2 separate regions of the Mus musculus genome follow, and region 1 is linked to region 2. The links are chromatin contacts, called in public promoter capture Hi-C maps. All regions are on one chromosome and are shown on one strand. Each heading gives the region's core, a stretch centred on a gene start, on an enhancer-like site or on the middle of the called end of the contact. The rest is flanking DNA. Distances are from core to core; before and after follow the strand shown.

Region 1 (4,208 bases), core at 790-3,289, 460 kb after region 2:
GAACTTCTAGGCCTCTTAAGGAAGGGGGAATTAAGGATTAAAAAATGAATAAAAGCATGCATTTAGAGGTATATTTCCCTCCTTTTGGCCCCAAGTTTCAGTATGGAACTGTGTGATCTTGTGTTCATTTAAAATTTTAGTATTTTGTTCAGAGTTCTAGTTAGCATTAACTGTCAGTTTGACACAGCCTAGAGTGCTCTCTAGGGCTACTTGGGTTTGTCTCCTCCCCAACCAAACGTTATGGAGTGACCCTTCCACATTCTAAAGAGCAGAGCCAGTACTGTGTTCCTGTCAGTACTCTCCAGGCTTCAGGGCCAAGATCTTGTCCGTGGTAAGATAGGAATTGTGAATTAATGCCAGAAGGACTTACTGGAACATGGAACAGTCAAGCCACGTAAGTGACTGACCTGTGACGTCTTTTGGATTTCCCAAGCCTCTCTCACCACACAACCCCTGTGAAACAAACAGAAAAGAATTTACTCCTTGTTCACCACCCATCATACCTGTTCCACACCCACCCTCCATAGCATCTTTACAAAGCTGAAGAATTGCACCTTCCCGTCCTACAGTGGTCTCATTCACTTCAGCCCCCATGCTTGGGGTACTAAATCCAAATTTATAAAATAAAATGTAAAGAATTCAATTTCCTTACTTTTTACTTGTAGGCTGAGAATTTGCCATGTCAACCAAGTTAAAGTAGTTGAGAGAAACTCGTCAGAAGGGCAGGCTATATCATACCCTCCTCTGTCTTGATGTTAGAAATAAATTTGAGGGCTGGAGAGATGGCTCAGCGGTTAAAAGCACTGACTGCTCTTCCAGAGTTCAAATCCCAGCAACCACATGGTGGCTCACAACCATCTGTAATGAGATTGGATGCCTTCTTCTGATGTGTCTGAAGACAGCTACAGTGTACTTACATATAATAAACAAATCTTTAAAAAGAAGGAAAGAAGAAAGAAAGAAAGAAAGAAAGAAAGAAAGAAAGGAAGAAAGGAAGGAAGAAAGAAAGAAAGTTTGAGGTTGAAAATTGTTGGGAGCTGACTCTTAGCAGAAACTACTACCATCTCTGCAGCCATCGCGGGCTATTTACTTACAGGTTGGTACTTTTCCACCCTGATGAGAGACTTGTTTTCCTAGCATGATGTTTTTGCAAGCAGCCCACCACAGCTGAACACACTATAATAATATCCTGTTTTTCTCAGACACATCCTGGACTCCCCAGCTTGTGCTTATATACCCTGTCTTGTTTCCATTCTTCGAATCTCTTGCCCCTCCATCCCCACTCTCTCCCTTGCAGACAGACCTGCAGGCCGGTTCAGAAAAGAAAGAGACCACCACTCCAACTATTGTGTCTAGACAAGACAAATTTATGTTTATCAAGAGGGTGTGCTCAGAAGGTTAAAAAGAATCAAATTCCTTGTCCTAAACACAAGTTTTATAGCACTTGGTGGAAAATACTCACATTTGATTATTTCTTACACTTAAGTAGTTGGAAGAAACTTTCTCTGGGACCAGTAGGTTTAGAAGCCTGGTGGTAAGGGCTTGGGCAATTAACATTTGTTGGACAAGGAATTTATCCAGAGGTCATTTTCGGTTTTTTTGAAGGACAGTTTTTTGCCTTGTGGGCCATGGAAGAATTATAACCTCCCTATCATTTCAAAGTTGGAATGCCTTCCCCTGTGTCTCTTTCCCCATCATTCCTTCCTTGCTAAGTGGACAGGGCTCAGAGCAGCAATTCCGAGTGCAGGTGGGGGTGAGTGGCAATGGGAGTCCGAGGCTGGCAACAGAGACCATGGATTGGAAATGAAGCAATGGGTTTGGGACCCAAAGGCCAGGTAGGGTTAGTGTAAGATTTAGGGAGAGGCTTTGAGGATACGAGATATAAAATGCGTGGAAGAAGAGACCAAAGACTCAGAAACAGACTGGCAGGGACAGCAGCGCCCCCGCAGGGCTGACCGCGGGGTGGGCGGGGCATCCCGGGGGCGGGGCTGGGGCCGGGTGACAGTTACATAACTAACCTGTGCTAGCGGCCGCCGAGCGGTTCGGGCGGCGGGGGCGGGGGCGGGGCCGGGGTGGTGCCAAGGCTGCAGCGGGCCGGGCAAGATGGCTGCCGTAGAGGCCGAGACGGGGCTGCTGACCCTGGAGTCGCTGCCCACCGACCCTCTGCTGCTCATCTTATCCTTCGTGGACTACAGGGACCTAATCAAGTAATGGGGCGGTGCTCTCGGCAGGGGTGGGAACGTGGAAGGAGGCAGGGAAGGAGGCCCGGGGTCGCTGGCTGGACGTGGGCTCCCTCCGCAGCAGGGTGACTGCAAGGCGGCCGTTATCCCGCATAGCGCCCCGGGGGGCTGAAGGAGACTCGGGGGAGCGGTCTGGGCATCCAGGTCTTACCCCTGCCCAGGCCTAGGTCCCCGGGAACTTAGCGCCCTCTCCCTCAAGCCTCGGCTAGGCCGGGTTGCGGAAGAGAGAGGTGGCTCCCTGGTCCTGCACCCCGCGGACCCTCGCTGGCCCTTTGGGGCCTGGTCTAGCGCTGTGGAAAGGCCACTGTCTCGGCCCACGCGCATCCCTGTCGCGCCTGGGGTCCCTGATGACCAGAGCCCTCGTGGGCAGGTAGAACGCGCGCGAGAAGGCCTGCGACCTTCTGACTCTGATGCCATCGTGATCGCGGGCAGCATACACTTTGTCTTGTGTCGGCGACTTTTTTGGCTGTCAGTTTCCCTTTTTATGGTGGGTGGTTGGATTTTGGGTTTTGTCACCGACTTCCGGTGAGGCCTTACAGGTGACTGCAGTTACCTTAGGGTTTCCCAGATGACCAGCATTTACTCCAAAAATAAACACCGGGCATGCGAGAATTCTTTCAGAAACCAGGACTGTTTTAGCGTGGAGGGACAAATGGTCCTGCCGTGTGCCCCTTTCTTGTCACCCTCACCCCCTGTGTCAGGATTGTTTACATTCTTGACCGCATAGCCTGGGTTTCTTGTGCTTCCGTATATATTTGTGGAGGCTGCAAAATGGCCCTCTCACATGGGGAAGACACACTTTTGGTTTTTGCTTCATTACTGGAATCTGGGCATCTATGTCCTCTGTTTTTAGGGGCCTTTAAGAGGTACAGATTTCTTGGAGTTACAGGTAGCTAAGTGGTGGCAGAGATATTTCCTGGGTTTTCTGTTATGGCCTCCACTCGTACCTGCTAAGACATTTGTCTTTCCAAAAAACACACTTCCCCCTACTCAGCCTGTACTAACACACAGAAAGTTTTTCTGTAGGAAAGGTTGGCCAGCTCAAATGTATTTCATCTGAAATAGTTTATTGCTATAACTTCTTATTTAGATAGCCTTCTTTCTTTGCTTGCTTGCTGCCAGAGTTACCTTCTAAAGACCAATCTGGCTGTCATTTTTCTTAAAAGCCCATGACATCCCTGTTTACAACACTGGACCCTGAACTTCTGCAGTATTTAAGGCCCTTACCCAATAGCTTATTATCTAAGGCCTTTCAGGCCTCTCCTCCACTATCATATTTTCTCAGCCCATCAGATGGCACAACACTCGCACATGGTTGTGTATGCTCAGTTCCCTGTCCGGAATACTTCACTCTCCTCAGTTTAGCAACCTTACTCTCCCACTATCTTCTCCAACTAGAGTTTGTAGTAATAAAGTGTGCATTGCTAGAGTGTAAAGATATTTATTTTTGTATTCATCTGCTCAGGTTTGTTTGTTTTGTTTTGTTGAATGTCTGCCATGTGCCAGTTAAATGTAGGATTACAGTAGTGAGTTAGAGAGATATGGTCTTTTTTTTGTAGCTTGACTACTATAGACAAGATGGAAAGTCAAACAAGTATGTAATTACAAAAGGGGCCAAGTATTGGGAAGGAATATGTATATTGCATTGGAAAGGAATGTGGAAGACAGGCTGACCAACTCACAGTGGAAGACATGAAGTGTGGCACAGTGCACTTCTGTCCTGGTGAAGGGAACAGTATTGAGAGGCTGATGGGTCTCTTAACAATAGTGTGTCCTGTTTAACTAGAAAAACAAGAAAGCAGGTTTTGCTGAAGGTAGAAATGACTAACAGGCAGGTTGCATGAAGTGTGGCTGATGAGATTGTGTAGCCTCTTGTAAGAAGAGACTTTTAGTTCAGAGCTTCTGGTAGGAATCAGAATTTAAAGCTGAAGTGATATGACCCCTCTGTAAACATTTGTGGAAGCGAGC
Region 2 (4,756 bases), core at 360-2,859:
AGAAGCACTCCAAATCACCTTTTTAGTTAATGTACCTTCCCAGTCAGCCTTTTGAAGAAAATGAACAAAGAAAAAAAAAAATTACTTCCTCTGGATATCCACTAGAGGACGATATTTCCTTTATTATATTTCTCATAATGGGTATTAAATCCATCAAACGGTTTTTCGTGTTTTCTGACAAGTTGAACCTCTAATTTAACTTCTAATTTCGCCTCTATAAAATGTGACTCTGTTAATTTGATGACTTATGCCTTGCACAGTACTTCCGTCCTTGACTCTGTTTCCAATTCTATGGCATCAGGAGGCAACGTCTCATGTACCCCAGGAAAGGAAAAAATTAAGTAAAACTGCCAAATAAAAAATCGCTTTATGGGGAAAGGGATCATTAATTTAAGGAAAGAGACAAACCAGACTTTTCTAGTTCGTATCCAACTCACGGCCCAAGGTCAGAACTGTAAAGTACAGCACAAAGGAGCTATTCAGGAGCTGGCGAAGAGGACTTGGGACGAACGTTGTGCACAATCCGCGCTTTGATTTTGCAGTCCTGCTGGAGGGGGGCTGGTGCACGCTTGTGCACGTGCGTGTGAATAGTTATGGAGGAGCAGCTGGTCCTCCGAGAGCTGGGCGTGGATCTATGCAATCAGTAGCTCTCTAGCGAGCCGCTTGGGGTGCACCTGGGCGCTACTGGAAGGACAGCAATTCACTGTACCCAGGAGGCACCGAGTCCCGAGGGGGAAGAAGACCTGCGGACCCGCACATCATGCCAGCAAGTCCTTAAAAGGGAACACCTGCATGCACGAGGTGTTCAGCGCAGGTCCTCGTTTTTCATCTGGTTCCTTGCAGGCACTCCCTCCCACCTTGGACAAAAAGGATCCGCCTGATAGTACACCGGTAGGAGGAAAGCCGTTCATTCTTTAGGTTTGGACTCCCACCTCCTAGATAATCCTTGGAAAACAGTGGACTGTAACAGTGGATACAGGGGTGTGATCACAGGCCTCTGAGTGCCGGGCTATTTTCAGGTCCCAGTTTAAGATAGTCTGTTTCGATTGGAGCCTAAAGTCAATATAAACAAAACTAGATAGATCTGAGAAGAGAAGCAGAGGTGCTCCCCTGCCCTCCAAACATAAATAGCTTTTCATTTCTCAAAAGAGAAGGAGGAGGGGCTTGGTAGAAAGTCGACAAGAAAGGTGAGTCGGGTCTCCTCCCAGTTTTCTTTTCCTACTGCCCTGGGCTGGGTGCTCACAGCTTTACAAGGAGCTGCCTGCCTAAGTCTAAAGCATAGAAGGCGGGAAAGGGACAGCACATAGGGGCTTTTCCTTTTCGTTTATCTTTTAATCCTCAGCGCTGGGGCCTGTTTTCGGGTTCCCCCGGCTTTCTGGGTCTCTGCGCCCCACCTCCTTGCCAGCTCGCTCGCTTGTTCTCCCCACCCAACCCCCTCAGCCATACCCACCCGCTACACCCCATTCTCGGTGATTTGCATATTTCCCGCCCCTCTCGGAAACCATTGGCATAGCCCTTGCCCGGCGTGGCTGATGATTGGTGAACCGCCCGGGTGTATTTGCATGCGGGCCGCTCCAGAGGACCTATCTGTGTCTGTAACCCGCGCCCCGTAGAAGTTTGTGGAGCGCTTTCTCAGCGGCTGGTCCCAGACGGACCTCGGGCGCCTCGCTCTTCGGTGGCCGCCCCGTTTTCTCGGGATTCTTTCTGTGGTGATGGACTCTCCGGACGCTCTGTAAGGGAAGCTGAGAGCTGGCGGCGCGAGTTCAGAGGAGGAGGGCTGGGAAGTCCGTTCGCTGACAGCGGCGCGACTGAACGCGGACGGCGTCGGGCTCCGGCCGGCTGAGAGCTTCGCCTACCTTCCCGCGGCCTGTGCGCGGGCGATGCTGCGGCCCCGAGGCGCGGCGCGGCGAGCACGGAGGGCGCCTCCGAGAGCCTAGAGCTGGTTTCCGCCCCCTTCCCCCGGGGCAAGTGGGCATGGAACAGTGAGAGCCCCTCGCTCGGCGAGGCCGCGCGCGGAGGCTCCCCCATGGCCGGGACATACAGCTCCACATTGAAGACTCTGGAGGACTTGACCTTGGACTCCGGGTATGGGGCCGGCGACTCCTGCCGCTCGCTCAGCCTTTCGTCTTCCAAGTCCAACTCGCAGGCGCTCAACTCTTCGGCGCAGCAGCACCGCGGGGCGGCCTGGTGGTGCTACTCCGGCTCCATGAACAGCCGCCACAACAGCTGGGACACGGTGAACACAGTGCTGCCCGAGGATCCCGAAGTGGCCGACCTCTTCTCCCGCTGCCCGCGGCTCCCGGAGCTGGAGGAGTTCCCTTGGACCGAGGGAGACGTGGCCCGGGTGCTCCGCAAAAGCGTCGGCGGCCGGAGGCTGCCCTCGTTCTCCGCCGAGGCTGTGAGACGCTTGGCCGGACTCCTCCGCCGGGCGCTCATCCGCGTGGCCCGGGAGGCGCAGCGCCTTAGCGTGCTGCACGCTAAGTGCACCCGCTTCGAGGTGCAGAGTGCGGTGCGCCTGGTGCACAGCTGGGCGCTGGCCGAGAGCTGCGCACTGGCAGCGGTCAAGGCGTTGTCCCTCTACAGCATGAGCGCTGGGGATGGGCTGCGCCGCGGCAAGTCGGCGCGCTGCGGCCTCACTTTCTCCGTGGGCCGCTTCTTCCGTTGGATGGTGGACACTCGCATCTCCGTGCGCATCCATGAGTACGCGGCCATCTCGCTAACGGCTTGCATGGAGAACCTGGTGGAGGAGATCCGGGCCAGGGTGCTGGCGAGCCAGAGCCCAGATGGCGGAGGGGCAGGAGGTGGAGAGGTATCCGCTGAGGCCTTGGAGATGGTCATCAACAACGACGCCGAGCTCTGGGGAGTCCTGCAACCCTATGAGCATCTCATCTGTGGCAAGAACGCCAATGGTAAGCACGAGGGGGGTGTGGGTGAAGGGAACCTTGACCTACAGGCTGGGTGGGCCACCCCAGGAGTGGATTTTCTTAGGAGCAAGCTGTGAAGTGAACCACCGGAATTCTGGGAGAATTCTTAAGTGGAAATCTTGTCAAAGGTTGTTTTAGGTGTCTAACTTTTGAGGATAAAGTTGTGGTTAGTGTTCTGTTGACTGTACACTAATTGAGTGAGAATGGGTGCGTGGACCAAACTACTCCTGAACCCTCTAAAGTGAGTCTTGCTGCCCTGCTACGGTTTTCCCTGTTAGTTGGATCTCTAGGAGTCTATTTTCACCTCACCATAGGTAGATTGTGGTTCTTCTGGTGTTGTCTCAGCACTGTGGCAGCAAGCAGCCCAGGGGTCTGTACTCTCAACACCTGAGCCTTGGATAAATGGGATGGGTAGATTAGAATGGAGAGCCCAGTTTCTGGTGCTGCACCCTGGGCTTAATGGTGCTCATAGTCAGGCCTCTTGACAGGAGGTGGAGGGAGAGCTCCCAGCTCTTAATACTATGTGCCCAGAGGTGAGGGAAACCAGAGACTCTTGAGTCTGCTTCCCAGAAAGAGCCACACGCTGGCTTCTGGGGCTGAATTTTCCAGCTGTCATTAGCCAAGTAAGCATTTGATTAAAACCTCATGTTAAATTAAATGCACAACCTTTTAGGCTTTCCTGAAAGGAAAGATGACAGGCTCAGTAAACCGCATTATGGGAATGGAGTGTGGGGGATGGGCAGCTGCACGGCGCGGAGTCTAGAAAACTAAGCACTGGGTAGCTGCACCCCAACTGAAGGCATTGCAAGGCTTCAGAGCCAAGGGTGAAAACAAAGCACTTGCCGTTTGCTATGGCAGTTTAGAGCACGACATGCATTCAACAGCAGACTGCTTATCTGACACCAGCTTCAGGGGTGGCCACCATGTATTATTTAAGATGGACCAACCTTATGGTCCAATTGGAAGGGTCACTTTGTGTGCAGCTTTCAGTGGCAAATAAGCAGGTAATGGAGGAGACCAGGTGGATCCTGGAAAGGGAGAAAAGTCAAATTAGACGTGGCTTAACATACTCATGGTAGCTAAACTTTAGAACAATGTGGCTTAACATACTCTGGATAGCAAAATTTAGAACGATAAAATGTAGAATACCAGTAATAGTCACTGTACTTAGCACTCTGTATATGATGACCACTTTTATAAACTAGCCAGTGTCTATTGGCAGTGTGAAACTGTGAACTGTGTGTTTAGGTTTCTGTCCCCATTTTCTGCATACAACCCCTAAAATTCCTGGAATCTCCAAAATGAAAATATATTCTTGTATGGCAATGACTAAGTAAGAGCTTGCTACCTGTAGGTAGTTTCAGGGTGGGGATTAGTCACCAGAAAGAATAAAGCAGTCTTTAAAGGGTTAGTACCTTCTGACTTCTATCCCCAGCCTCCCACAAGAGGGGTGAGGCAAGACAGAAGGTTAAATTGATGATCAATCAATGGCCAAGATTCTAATCAATCATGCATGTATAATAAAGTCTTCATAAACAAAAAAACAAACTTCAAGAGGAGAAGTTTCCTGGTGCTTCTGGGTAGCTGAACACCAGAAGGACAAGGGACTCACCTTCCTTCTTATGTTGTCCTGTGGGGGTCTTCACCTGTGGCCTTGTAACCTTTATAAATAAGCCAGGAAATAGATAAGTGCCTCCCTAAATTCTGTGAGCCACTCTAGCATACTAAATCAGAAGAGGGTATTTACAGCCAGTTGGTCAGACTTGTGGCCGGACTGACCTTAAGAATAAGACCTGGGGTTATCTCCTCACAGTGTCAGGGTTTAATTGAGT

The links. Promoter capture Hi-C pulls out the DNA fragments that hold promoters and counts their contacts.
Region 1: a contact with region 2 is called in a promoter capture Hi-C map of embryonic stem cells, with 14 read pairs. The contact joins the promoter of Fbxo3 here to the promoter of Abtb2 in region 2. A contact is called at or near these places in 9 of 39 promoter capture datasets (the HPC-7 cell line, HPC-7-derived erythroid cells, embryonic stem cells and 4 more), 5 of 484 Hi-C or Micro-C datasets (CD4 T cells, CD8 T cells, Th1 cells and 2 more), 5 of 115 datasets of contacts at active chromatin or transcription factors (astrocytes, bone marrow-derived macrophages, embryonic forebrain and 2 more) and 4 of 9 other capture datasets (adipose tissue, embryonic stem cells, liver and 1 more).

Annotation. Positions count from the first base shown.
Region 1 is chr2:104,025,760-104,029,967 of GRCm38.p6, forward strand. It overlaps Fbxo3 (F-box protein 3), which reads left to right and starts at 2,040. Exons shown (of 11, transcript NM_212433.1): 1 at 2,040-2,207. The coding sequence starts at 2,104. It overlaps 4931422A03Rik (RIKEN cDNA 4931422A03 gene), which reads right to left and starts at 2,602. Exons shown (of 5, transcript NM_175161.3): 1 at 2,019-2,602; 2 at 1,463-1,528; 3 at 371-453. The coding sequence starts at 1,464.
Region 2 is chr2:103,564,701-103,569,456 of GRCm38.p6, forward strand. Abtb2 (ankyrin repeat and BTB (POZ) domain containing 2) reads left to right here and starts at 1,610. Exons shown (of 17, transcript NM_178890.3): 1 at 1,610-2,909. The coding sequence starts at 2,027.